Linked DNA regions of Ovis aries: region 1 is linked to region 2. Evidence: chromatin contacts called from public Hi-C data. All regions are on one chromosome and are shown on one strand. The core of a region is the stretch at or near the end of the contact, and the rest is flanking DNA. Distances in the headings are between cores, read along the strand shown.

The links. A called contact is a pair of places that touch in the nucleus more often than the background predicts.
Region 1: a contact with region 2 is called in a Hi-C map of tail adipose tissue, with 5 times the contacts expected there. The contact joins the enhancer-like site here to the promoter of LOC114110806 in region 2. A contact is called at or near these places in 5 of 16 Hi-C or Micro-C datasets (hypothalamus, liver, omental adipose tissue and 2 more).

What each region holds. Positions count from the first base shown.
Region 1 is chr25:30,604,484-30,609,897 of ARS-UI_Ramb_v3.0, reverse strand. The region is part of intron 2 of LRMDA (leucine rich melanocyte differentiation associated); the gene reads right to left. Among named protein-coding and RNA genes, the nearest start is that of TRNAG-CCC, 180 kb to the right of the region's middle. Within about 2 kb of position 2,052, at least 8 of the 54 cell types and tissues checked have an H3K27ac peak or open chromatin away from gene starts, as enhancers often do. A contact at or near this core is called in liver and tail adipose tissue, where this site is marked.
Region 2 is chr25:30,345,924-30,351,525 of ARS-UI_Ramb_v3.0, reverse strand. LOC114110806 (putative uncharacterized protein encoded by ZNF503-AS2) reads right to left here and starts at 2,041. Exons shown (of 4, transcript XR_006058018.2): 1 at 1,703-2,041; 2 at 1,296-1,459. It overlaps ZNF503 (zinc finger protein 503), which reads left to right and starts at 1,786. Exons shown (of 2, transcript XM_027962213.2): 1 at 1,786-2,438; 2 at 3,173-5,602. The coding sequence starts at 2,130. The coding sequence ends at 4,810.

The DNA of each region.
Region 1 (5,414 bases), core at 803-3,302, 260 kb before region 2:
TTCAAGAGAACAAAATGGGGAAGATTGTAAACTACTCTTCTCTTCAGTTCAGTTCAGTCACTCAGTCATGTCTGACTCTTTGTGATCCCATGATCACAGCACGCCAGGCCTCCCTGTGCATCACCATCTCTCGGAGCTCACTCAAACTCACGTCCATCAGGTCAGTGATGCCATCCAGCCATCTCATCCTCTGTCGTCCCCTTCTCCTCCTGCCCCCAATCCCTCCCAGCATCACAGTCTTTTCCAATGAGTCAACTCTTCGCATGAGGTGGCCAAAGTACTGGAGTTTCAGCTTTAGCATCAGTCCTTCCAAAGAACACCCAAGACTGATCTCCTTTAGAATGGACTGGTTGGATCTCCTTGCAGTCCAAGGGACTCTCAAGAGTCTTCTCCAACACCACAGTTCAAAAGCATCAATTCCTCGGTGCTCAGCTTTCTTCACAGTCCAACTCTCACATCCATACATGACCACTGGAAAAACCATAGCCTTGACTAGATGGACCTTTGTTGGCAAAGTAATGTCTCTGCTTTTGAATATGCTGTCTAGGTTGGTCATAACTTTTCTTCCAAGGAGTAAGTGTCTTCATTTCATGGATGCAGTCACCATCTGCAGTGATTTTGGAGCCAAAAAAAATAAAGTCTGACACTGTTTCCACTGTTTCCCCATCTATTTCCCATGAAGTGATGGGACCAGATGCCATGATCTTCGTTTTCTGAATGTTGAGCTCTAAGCCAACTTTTTCACTCTCCTCTTTCACTTTCATCAAGGGGCTTTTTAGTTCCTCTTCACTTTCTGCCATAAGGGTGGTGTCATCTGCGTATCTGAGGTTATTGATATTTCTCCCGGCAATCTTGATTCCAGCTTGTGTTTCTTCCAGTCCAGCGTTTCTCATGATGTACTCTGCATAGAAGTTAAATAAGTAGGGTGACAATATACAGCCTTGATGTACTCCTTTTCCTATTTGGAACCAGTCTGTTGTTCCATGTCCAGTTCTAACTGTCACTTCCTGACCTGCATATAAGTTTCTCAAGAGGCAGGTCAGGTGGTCTGGCATTCCCATCTCTTGAAGAATTTTCCACAGTTTATTGTGATCCACACAGTCAAAGGCTTAGACATACACAATACCTAAGAATATTAAGAGGAGCCTGACAGCTAAGCCAAGTGTTGAACTTTGTTCTGACTGGGGCTTCCCCAACAGTCTTCACAGGAGAATCCATCCTTCCTGTAGTATCCCTCACACCATGCTGTTGGGAACGTGGATCAGAATTGAGATCAGAATTAGACCTACACGGGGGCAGGGCACCACACAGCTTATATGGCTCAAGAAAGCACTAAATGGCAGGCCAAGCCAACAGACAGGAGCCAAGAGGCCGAGATACGGGACATGGGGGGCAACATCAAGCCCAGAGCAGCTAATCTGGTAATGTAGAGCATCTTCCTTCACAGACTGTGGGCGTCTCAAGGAAGACACCCTGCTTAGGTCATCGTCTTTTTATCTTCAGGGCTTGAATATCACAGTTTGAAAGGATTGGGTCCCAGACCTGTACAGTGGCTAGAGAATGCAAGGGGCCAATGTGAGCAGTACCATTGCGATTTTCAATGGTGGCTGAACTCCAGAATTACCTGGGGAATTATAAAACTGCAGATTTCCCAGACTCCCCCTCCAGAAAAATTAAACACCAAGAATCCAAGAATCTCTCTTTGCTAGACAGGGGCTTTCAATTACTCCCTACAGGAAAGGCCTATAGGCTGCCTGTCTCCCACTAAAGCAAGTCTGGAGTTTTCCTAAAAGAGGATGCAGAGCCCTGACCCAGTGAGAGCAGGGTCCTCATGAGGCTTCAACCCAGCCTCAATCCCTGTCCCAAGAGTTCTTCATGAAAAATGCCACCAATTTTCCCCAGAAAATGCCACTCTAGCCTTTCCCTAAAAATACCTTGGCTTCCTCAGAGGGGTCAGATCCATGGCCTTCAGAGAGAGAAGCATAAACACAACTCTTGCCAAACCAGGCTCTCAACACTTAAATCAGCCTGCTTTCAAGTCCGCATGAAGTTCCAAGAACAAGAAGAGTCTTCTATAAAGGGTTTCACAGCAGACCATGATTGTGCAAGGCACCCAGTTCCAGTTCTCAAAATGTTGCATGTCCAGAAGTTCAAGTTAATTATTACTTTACCAAATGCAAGTGAGTTATGTCTTTCTGTCATTTTGGCCCAGATACTCGCCAAGCTGCCAAAACCCCTCACATACCAAAATACCAAAACTATGTAGGAAGGCTACAGGATGTCCTCACTAGAGACAAGACCAAATTTTCACTTCATAAATCACTGAGAAACTCCAAAAAGGCTGCCAGTTGAAAAGGCAAGCTATGCTGATGAAATATTTTCTTAATTCACCTCATTCAGAGTAATTGATTTTTTTAACTTCATGAACAAGTCATTTTTAATGTAAATAATAAAGTCGGTTAACCGTGTACTCTCACTGCATGTGGAACGACAAAGTTTTTATCTGAATTAATTAGGTGATTTTTCACTAATACAGACTTGTTGCTTTTACTTAAGACTTTGCTTTTAATCAAATCCCTTCCCACCCTGACCCTCACTCCACTATTAGCTGAAATGGAAAGCAATGAAGGTTAGTTATAACGTGTTTTTATGTGTGTTTCCTTCCAGAGGATTCAAGGGCAAAACCCTTAGCATCATCAGTATATGATCTATTGAGCTTCTCTTAGACGGGAAAGCGTGCAGATCCTAAGTGCTATTTAGAATGTGTTTCAAATGTATTCCATGCCTGTGTTATCATGGCTAGGAGTGTCAACCCAAATCCTAAGGTGTATGTTACTGCCATACAGCTCTGCACATGTAGTTCCTACTTTTACATGTAAAATTAATGACAGTGAGTAGAAATTCAGCCTATTTTGCCAGAGATGCTAAATTCCTCCCCTTTAAAAGTAGAACAGTCAACCTGGCTAAAAGCAGCAGCCCTCAATTTATGTTTTCTCCTGTTTCCTATCTCCAGGTTCCCCATCCTACTTAGGAGGCTGAAAGAACAGGGTCAGGGGGAACAAAATTACTTTCATATCCTGTAATTTGTCTGCTGTACTGGAACTGAGAAGCAGTCTTATGAAACCCAAGCCTCAATCCTTTTTTTTTTTTTCCATTTTTACTTTTAGTTTTGAGCACTTCTTTTTTTTTTTTTTTTTTTGAATAGAATTATTTTGGCTCTTTTAAGCAACTTTTTTACAAAGTTCAATGAAAAAGGAAAAACAAAGTCTCAACTTCACTATTTCCTCCATGACAAAGGCCAATCTTTACATCACATGTGGTTCCAATGCCCAGAAAAGGGCATCACATTTGTGGATATGTGTATGCCACTTCTGTGGAAATTCTTTTTGTTTCCACTCACCAAAGTCGTACTGATAAAGCCGAAAGGGGGACAGGGGGACAGGGGGACATATACCACGTTCCTCGAGGTTACGCTCATCTGCCCTCTTCAGGCTTAGAGGGAGGACCTCAGTCGTCATCACTTGTCTAACTCCTTGGTGCACACAGTGTGGTCCCTGGAGCAGCAGCATTAGTGTCACATGGGAGGTAATGCTCAGGTCCCAGCCAGACCTCCTGAATCAGAAACCTACTTTTCAATGGCATTTCCAGCAGACGGACATGCACGGCAAAGCGGGAGCACCACTGGTCTGGTGGGACGTCCCACTCATGCTAAGAACCAGCATCTTCTCTCAGAAGTTCACTCTGCCTCCGCTAGGAGCCTTCCAGAGTCTAGCTGCGCAGGAGGGTCAAGCCCTGGCTAAGGCCTTGACGGTTTTCAGCAGAGTCAAGCAGGCACTGCTCAACCCCGGCAGCCACCAAGGAAGTAGGCAGAAGCAACCAGGGGCGGTAGTGGGAGCGGCCTCCCCGAGCCCGTGAGTCTCAACACAGCAGAGTCATTAATTAAGATACGGCCGGCTGCTGGCGAGGCAGTCACTCCGCGTCCCCTGTCTGCCAGGGACTGGCGTGAGGTGTGAGAATCTGGGTAGCCTTCTCCGTGGCTCTGCCCCACTGGCATTGATTGTGTATGATTAATGATTTAAAGGAATAAAAAGAGAAAGGTCAATTTCTGAGTTCAAGACAGAGCAGCTACATAGGGAGTAATTAAGATACTTGTGTAAGCATGATTAATAAGCACAAACTGGCACTCTGGGCAGTAAACAAGATGCAAGCAGATGGTTAGCATGCAAAAGGTTTTTTTTTTTTTTTCCTTTCCTAAAAGCAATTTTTCAGCAGCTTGAAACTTGGCTTGTGAATTCTTTTCCTCCCCCAAGTCTCAAAAATCTCATTATCTCCACAACCTTCAAGGAAAAAAAAAAAAAAAAACTGTAGTGAATACCTTCAATGCTCGTTCCTTCTCTCTTTAAAAAACAAAAACTTATTATTTTATTTTATTTTTACAGATAACTTGAGTTTGCTTGTAAAAATGGATGCAACTCATCTTTGTTTCTCGCTGCCTTTTATGTCAGGCATCCCGTGAATTGCCAAGCCTGACAAGGTGGTTCACTGCCGAGTCTTTCAACTCCCACCCAGCACTGCTCCCCCGCATCCTGTGATGGGCAGAACAGAGGCATCAGTGGTGGCATTTGTGGCGAGAGCTGGCAGGCAGGTGTCAGAGCCGTCCGGCAGGCGCCCCTCACAAACACTAATCAGCCCTGGTGTTCTTTTACAATCCATATCTAATTCGCAAGTTTCATTCTTTCTGAAAAACAATTACTAGGTTTTGAAGTTCATTGTGCATTTACTCAACTGTCTCTTCACATTAACGTAAAGTGGGAACAAGAAAAAATAGAGTCAGCGGGGAACGGACATCAAAAGATGTTAAAAGTGGATGAAGGCTTTATTTTAAGAGTAATATAATTACAGATGTGTGAAATATTGTACAATAAATGAAACACAAAAGGTGTATCCTGTACGCATCTTCAAGTCTTCAAGGTATTGTGTGTGTGTGTGTGGGGGTGGGTGTGTGTGTGTAGTGAGAGAGAGAGAAAGAGACAAAGAGATACAGAAGAGAAAGAGACAGACACACACATTCCAAGGGGGGTGGGAAGAAAGTAAGAGAGGAGGACAGAGGTCATTTATAACTTAGGAAAAGAAAAAGATTCTCTTAGGATCAAAAAAAAAAAAAAAAACCCAAGGTATGTATTTCTCTTGGCAAGAAGCAAATATATACATATCTATGTATATATATAGCAAAGACAGAGCCTAGGCGCACTTAGTTTTCTCCACCTCTGTTAAAAAGAGAAACAGGAAAAAGGGAGGGAGAGGAAGGAAAGGGTAGGACAGAGAGAGAATGAAAAAGGAGGAAGGAAGGAAGAAAATAAAGAAGTGAAAAAAATCTCAGTCTTAAGCAAAAAAAATGGCGAAAGCAAAGGCAT
Region 2 (5,602 bases), core at 792-3,291:
CGCTCCGCTTCCCTGGAAGAGCCAGTTGTTCCCACAGGCAGCCGCCCCCACCCCACCCCACCCCACCCCGCCGCACCCACCCTCTCTCTCTTGCTTCTTCCCTCTGCTCTCCCCGCGCTGGTCAGTCCCGGCTCGGCGTTCCAATAAATTCGAGCGAGCAGCCCAGAGTAACCCTGGCTACCAAGACTGCGGGGATGGCAGGGGTTGAGGGAGGGCTGGAAGAGGGGGCCTGAGTGAGCCTGGAACCTATCTGCCCCAACACACACGTCAGGCCTCTTCTTCGCAACCTCTCAGCCCTAGCCACGATGGGGGACGGGTGTCAAAGAACTGAGGGGGGGGTACCCCACCACTGACCTCCAGAACTCAAGGCTACGTTGGTAATGTGGCTCTTAGAAAGAAGCTTCCGAGTTTGGAGTCAGGGCACTAGGGAGGGGGTAGAGGGGGCCAGCTGGCAGCCTGACGACTGCACTCAACGTACCCCGAAGGGAGTACCATGGCTTGGGGGGTAAAAAATCTCCCGTGTTGGACGTCGCCACTGCCTGTCTCGGATACCGAGAGCGCTCGGAACTCTGCGCGTGGCCCCAAAGGAACGGAATCCCCAGAGGTGGAAGGGTGTTATCTCTCTCTCCAGTACCTAGAGGAGCGAGGCGCACACCCCAGGCCAGCGCACCCTTCTCAGCGCCCTTGGCGCACCTGCGCACTTTACTCTCACTATTCATTTTCCTGACACCGAGCGCCTCTTTCTCTTCTTTCATTCTTTTTCTTAGAGCCCCCGCCTCTCATCCCAGGAGGCTGCTCCTCCTTCCCCCTCCTTCAGTTCCCCCTCAGTCTCTTCCTTCCTCTGCGTCTCTCTCTCCCTCTCCCTTTTTCCCTTCAAGTCGCACCCGCCTTGTAATCAGCAACAAAAGCTGACATAAATCACCGGCGGATTGACAAGAGCTGACAAATAACTGATTGATTGCGGTCGAGGAACATTGACAATTGATGGAGGGGTGGAGATGCCCAGAGAACTCGGGAGGGGGGCGCGGGTAGAAGAGAGGGTGGCAAAGGAGAGTAAGAATTGCGGGGGGGTGCTGAGTGTGAAACAGAGGAAACATGTGACCCCCCTCCTGCCCCAATCTGCGCATCTCCGGGCGTCACGTGGCCGGGAAGGGCGGGGAACCTAGCTTAGAGCCGAGACTTGCCTCCTCCGCCTCCGCTGCCCACCTAGCTTCTGGTTTCTCTGCCGCCGAATCCCGGGAAATCAAAGCGGGCGGGCGGACTTCCTCCAACACCCGCTCCCCACCTTTCCTTACCCAGGCGGCTGCACCGCAGGAGATTTCAATTACTGAGGCGGGGGAGAGAATACTTGGGGGTGTGGACCTCCGTGGCGGCCCTGGAGTTGACAGTCCGGCCGTTGTCCAGACTCCTGCTAGTGCTCCTTCTGAACACGCTCAAACTGTTCCTTGCAAGCACCCTCCTGCAAAAGAAGGTTTCAGTTTATTCTCCAGCTGGGGAAAAGGACGACGAGGAAGAAAAGAGAGGGAGGCGGCAGATAGCAAACGTAGAATAAATGTCCAGCTCGTCCTCCGAGCGAAATCTAGGGAGGGGACACGCAGGGGGAGCGGCAAAGAGGGAGCTGCCCATTAAAACCAGCGCTGAGAGTCCTGGCGGCGGCGGCGGCGGCGCGGGACGCGTCACATCCCCTTGACCCTCCAATCACCTCGGGCTCCCATTTGATTGGAAGGCGGCAAAGGCTTTAATCTCCCCCTCGGTGCAGCTGCTTTTGAAGTGAGTTTCCTCGCCAGAGCCCCGGCTGGACAGGCAGCGGCTCACATCGCGGAGAGCAGCGCCAGCGCCGGGCCGCGAGTGCGCAGCGCAGGGGCACAGCCCAAGGCCGACACGGCTAGCCACCCGGCACTCCCGCAGTCGGGCCGGCTCCTCCCGCTCGGCCGCGGCTCCGCTGCGGGCCACCCAGGATTATTCGCTTGTGGCTCCAGGCGCCAAGAAGGCGCGCTGGGCGCCTGTGACCGCCGAGCCAGCTCCACCTCCTCCTGCTGCTCCTGCTCCCCGGGCGAGAGCGCAGCCCGGAGCCCGCCCCGCGCCTCCTGGAGCCCTCCCCCCGCTGCTCCCATGCGCGCGGGTGGGTCATGAGCACAGCGCCCTCGCTTTCTGCCTTAAGAAGCAGTAAGCACAGCGGCGGCGGCGGCGGCGGCGGCGGCAGTGCGGACCCTGCCTGGACCAGCGCGCTCTCTGGAAATAGCTCCGGCCCCGGCCCAGGCTCGTCCCCGGCCGGCAGCACCAAGCCTTTTGTGCACGCTGTGCCCCCCTCTGACCCCCTCCGCCAGGCTAACCGCCTGCCCATCAAGGTGCTGAAGATGCTGACGGCACGGACTGGCCACATTTTGCACCCTGAGTACCTGCAGCCCCTGCCTTCCACTCCCGTCAGCCCCATAGAGGTAAGGACCCTATCCCCGGATCGCGCTGGGACCACCACTCTGGCTGCCCCTCCACGGGATTTCTTTCTCTTGTGATCTGCAGGGGGTGAAGGTGGGGGGATCGGAGTGATTCAGCTCCGGGATGAGGGGAGAGGATCGTGCTCCCGCACCTTAAAACTAGGGCGGAAAGAGGGGAGGAGGTAGAATGGGGTGTGAATGCTAGGAGCCAAGGCAATCAAAACTTGTTTCTTCCATTGGTGTTAAAGCCCCTACCTCGACCCAGGCCCCCTCACTCTCAGGCCAGAAGACAGACGGGAGTCCAAAATACGGTTCCAAAGTCCCGGTCCTCCGGTTTCCCAGAAGCTGGTATTTGTACACAGCCTCTAAGGCGCCAACGACCCGAGCCCTTACTCTGAAGTATTAGAGGTGGGGGTGGGGAGTACAGTTCTGGGTCAAAGAATCAGAAACCAAAACATTTTTCGAGTTTGTTTTTTTTTTTTTTCCAATCCAGTTATCGCTTAGAGAGGACAGGAAAGATCCTGGTGGCGGGGCTGGGGGTGGGGTGGGGGTGCTGTGGCCTTTCTCAAGAAAGAGAATGTGTGTGTAGAAGGGATGTCTCCTAGATTTGCGCCTCGGGGCTGGAAGGATCTTTACGGTCTTGGCTGAGGTGCGCTCGAAACCTAGAAGGCAGGATTCTAAAGGGTTTCCCCTTCTTTCTTTGTGCGCCCCCCCCCGCCCCACGTCTGACCCTGCAGCTCGATGCCAAGAAGAGCCCGCTGGCGCTGTTGGCCCAAACATGCTCGCAGATCGGGAAGCCCGACCCCTCGCCCTCGTCCAAACTCTCCTCAGTGGCCTCCAACGGGGGTGGCACGGGCGGTGCCGGCGGCGGCGCCGGGGGCGACAAGGACGCCAAGTCGGGCCCCCTCAAGCTGAGCGACATCGGCGTGGAAGACAAGTCGAGTTTCAAGCCGTACTCCAAACCCGGCTCGGATAAGAAAGAACCGGGAGGCGGCGGCGGCGGAGGAGGAGGGGGCGGCGGGGGCGGCGGCGGGGGGGTTTCGGCGGAGAAGTCCGGATTCCGGGTACCGAGCGCCACCTGCCAGCCATTCACGCCCAGGACAGGCAGCCCAAGCTCCAGCGCCTCGGCCTGTTCTCCAGGAGGCATGCTGCCTTCGGCCGGGGGCGGCCCGGATGGCAAGGACGACAAGAAGGACCCCGAGGCGGGCGGCGGCGGTGGCGGCGCCAAGGGCTCCGGGGGCGCCTCGGCCGAAGGGGGACCCACGGGGCTGGCGCACGGCCGGATTAGCTGTGGCGGCGGGATCAATGTGGACGTGAACCAGCACCCAGATGGGGGCCCCGGGGGCAAGGCTCTAGGCTCGGACTGCGGCGGCTCATCAGGCTCCGGCTCCAGCTCCGGCCCCAGCGCGCCCACCTCCTCCTCTGTGTTGGGCTCTGGGCTGGTGGCGCCCGTGTCGCCCTACAAGCCGGGCCAAACAGTGTTCCCTCTGCCTCCCGCGGGCATGACCTACCCAGGGAGCCTGGCTGGGGCCTACGCCGGCTACCCGCCCCAGTTCCTGCCACACGGCGTGGCGCTCGACCCCACCAAGCCGGGCAGCCTAGTGGGGGCTCAGCTGGCGGCGGCCGCGGCGGGTTCTCTGGGCTGCAGCAAGCCCGCCGGCTCGAGCCCCTTGGCCGGAGCGTCACCGCCGTCCGTGATGACAGCCAGTTTGTGTCGGGACCCGTACTGCCTCAGCTACCACTGCGCCAGTCACCTGGCTGGGGCGGCGGCAGCCAGCGCGTCGTGCGCTCACGATCCGGCCGCGGCGGCCGCGGCTCTCAAGTCCGGATACCCGCTGGTGTACCCCACGCACCCGCTGCACGGCGTGCACTCATCGCTCACCGCGGCCGCGGCCGCCGGCGCCACACCGCCCTCTCTGGCCGGCCACCCCCTCTACCCCTACGGCTTCATGCTCCCTAACGACCCGCTCCCCCACATCTGCAACTGGGTGTCGGCCAACGGGCCTTGCGACAAGCGCTTCGCGACGTCTGAAGAGCTGCTGAGCCACTTGCGGACCCACACGGCCTTCCCCGGGACAGACAAACTGCTGTCGGGCTACCCCAGCTCCTCGTCTCTGGCCAGCGCCGCAGCGGCCGCCATGGCCTGCCACATGCACATCCCCACGTCGGGCGCTCCGGGCAGCCCCGGGACGCTGGCGCTGCGCAGCCCCCACCACGCGCTGGGACTCAGCAGCCGCTACCACCCCTACTCCAAGAGCCCGCTCCCCACGCCCGGTGCCCCCGTGCCCGTGCCCGCCGCCACCGGACCGTACTACTCCCCCTATGCCCTCTACGGACAGAGACTGACCACGGCCTCGGCGCTGGGGTACCAGTGAGGGCGGTCTCGAGGGCTATCGAGGGAAAGAAAAGAACTGGGGGGTGGGGGTGGGGAGGAGCCGAGGGAGGGGCGGGAACAGGGCCGAGGCGACTGTCACCCGCGCGTGGGGATGACCCGGGCCAGGAAAGGAAAATATATATATACTGTATCTATCTACCCGAAACAGCGACCGAGACCCGGTGGGAAAGTCCCCTTTCCCCCACCTCTCATCTCCCCACCCAAACTTTATAAAAGTTGAAAAAAAATATCATTTGACTTTTTATAGAAAAAGAAGGAAAAAATAATTGAAAAGTGTTCATCTGAGGACTGCATCGGTGGACACTGGTATTTATTTATGTTAGCTCCAAGCGGACCCGTGGTTCAAAAGTGCATTACTTAGTTTGAGCTCTGTAGGTAAAAAGGAAGAAGGGGGAAAAATTAAAACTTGAGGGTTAAAAATGTGGAAAACAAACCCTCCCATCCCTTGTAGATTATAAATAAATACAAAACCGCCACAGAACTAGAGGTCTTCTCTTTAATGTTACTTTAAAATTGCTATGATTGTATTGTACGTTCTTATTTAATGTCTGATTGAAACACAAATTTACATGCATGTTTGTTACAAAAATGAAAAAAAAGAAAACAAAACAAGTCACAATTTGTCAGCTCTGATTTCAAATTGCAATTATTTTTAAGGTGTATACCATCAAAAGAGAATGGGTATTTTTTTGTATGTATTCTGGAAGAAAACAAAAAAAAAAAAAAGGAAAAACAATTCTATTCCAAAACCTCATTTGCCTTATTTTGTTCT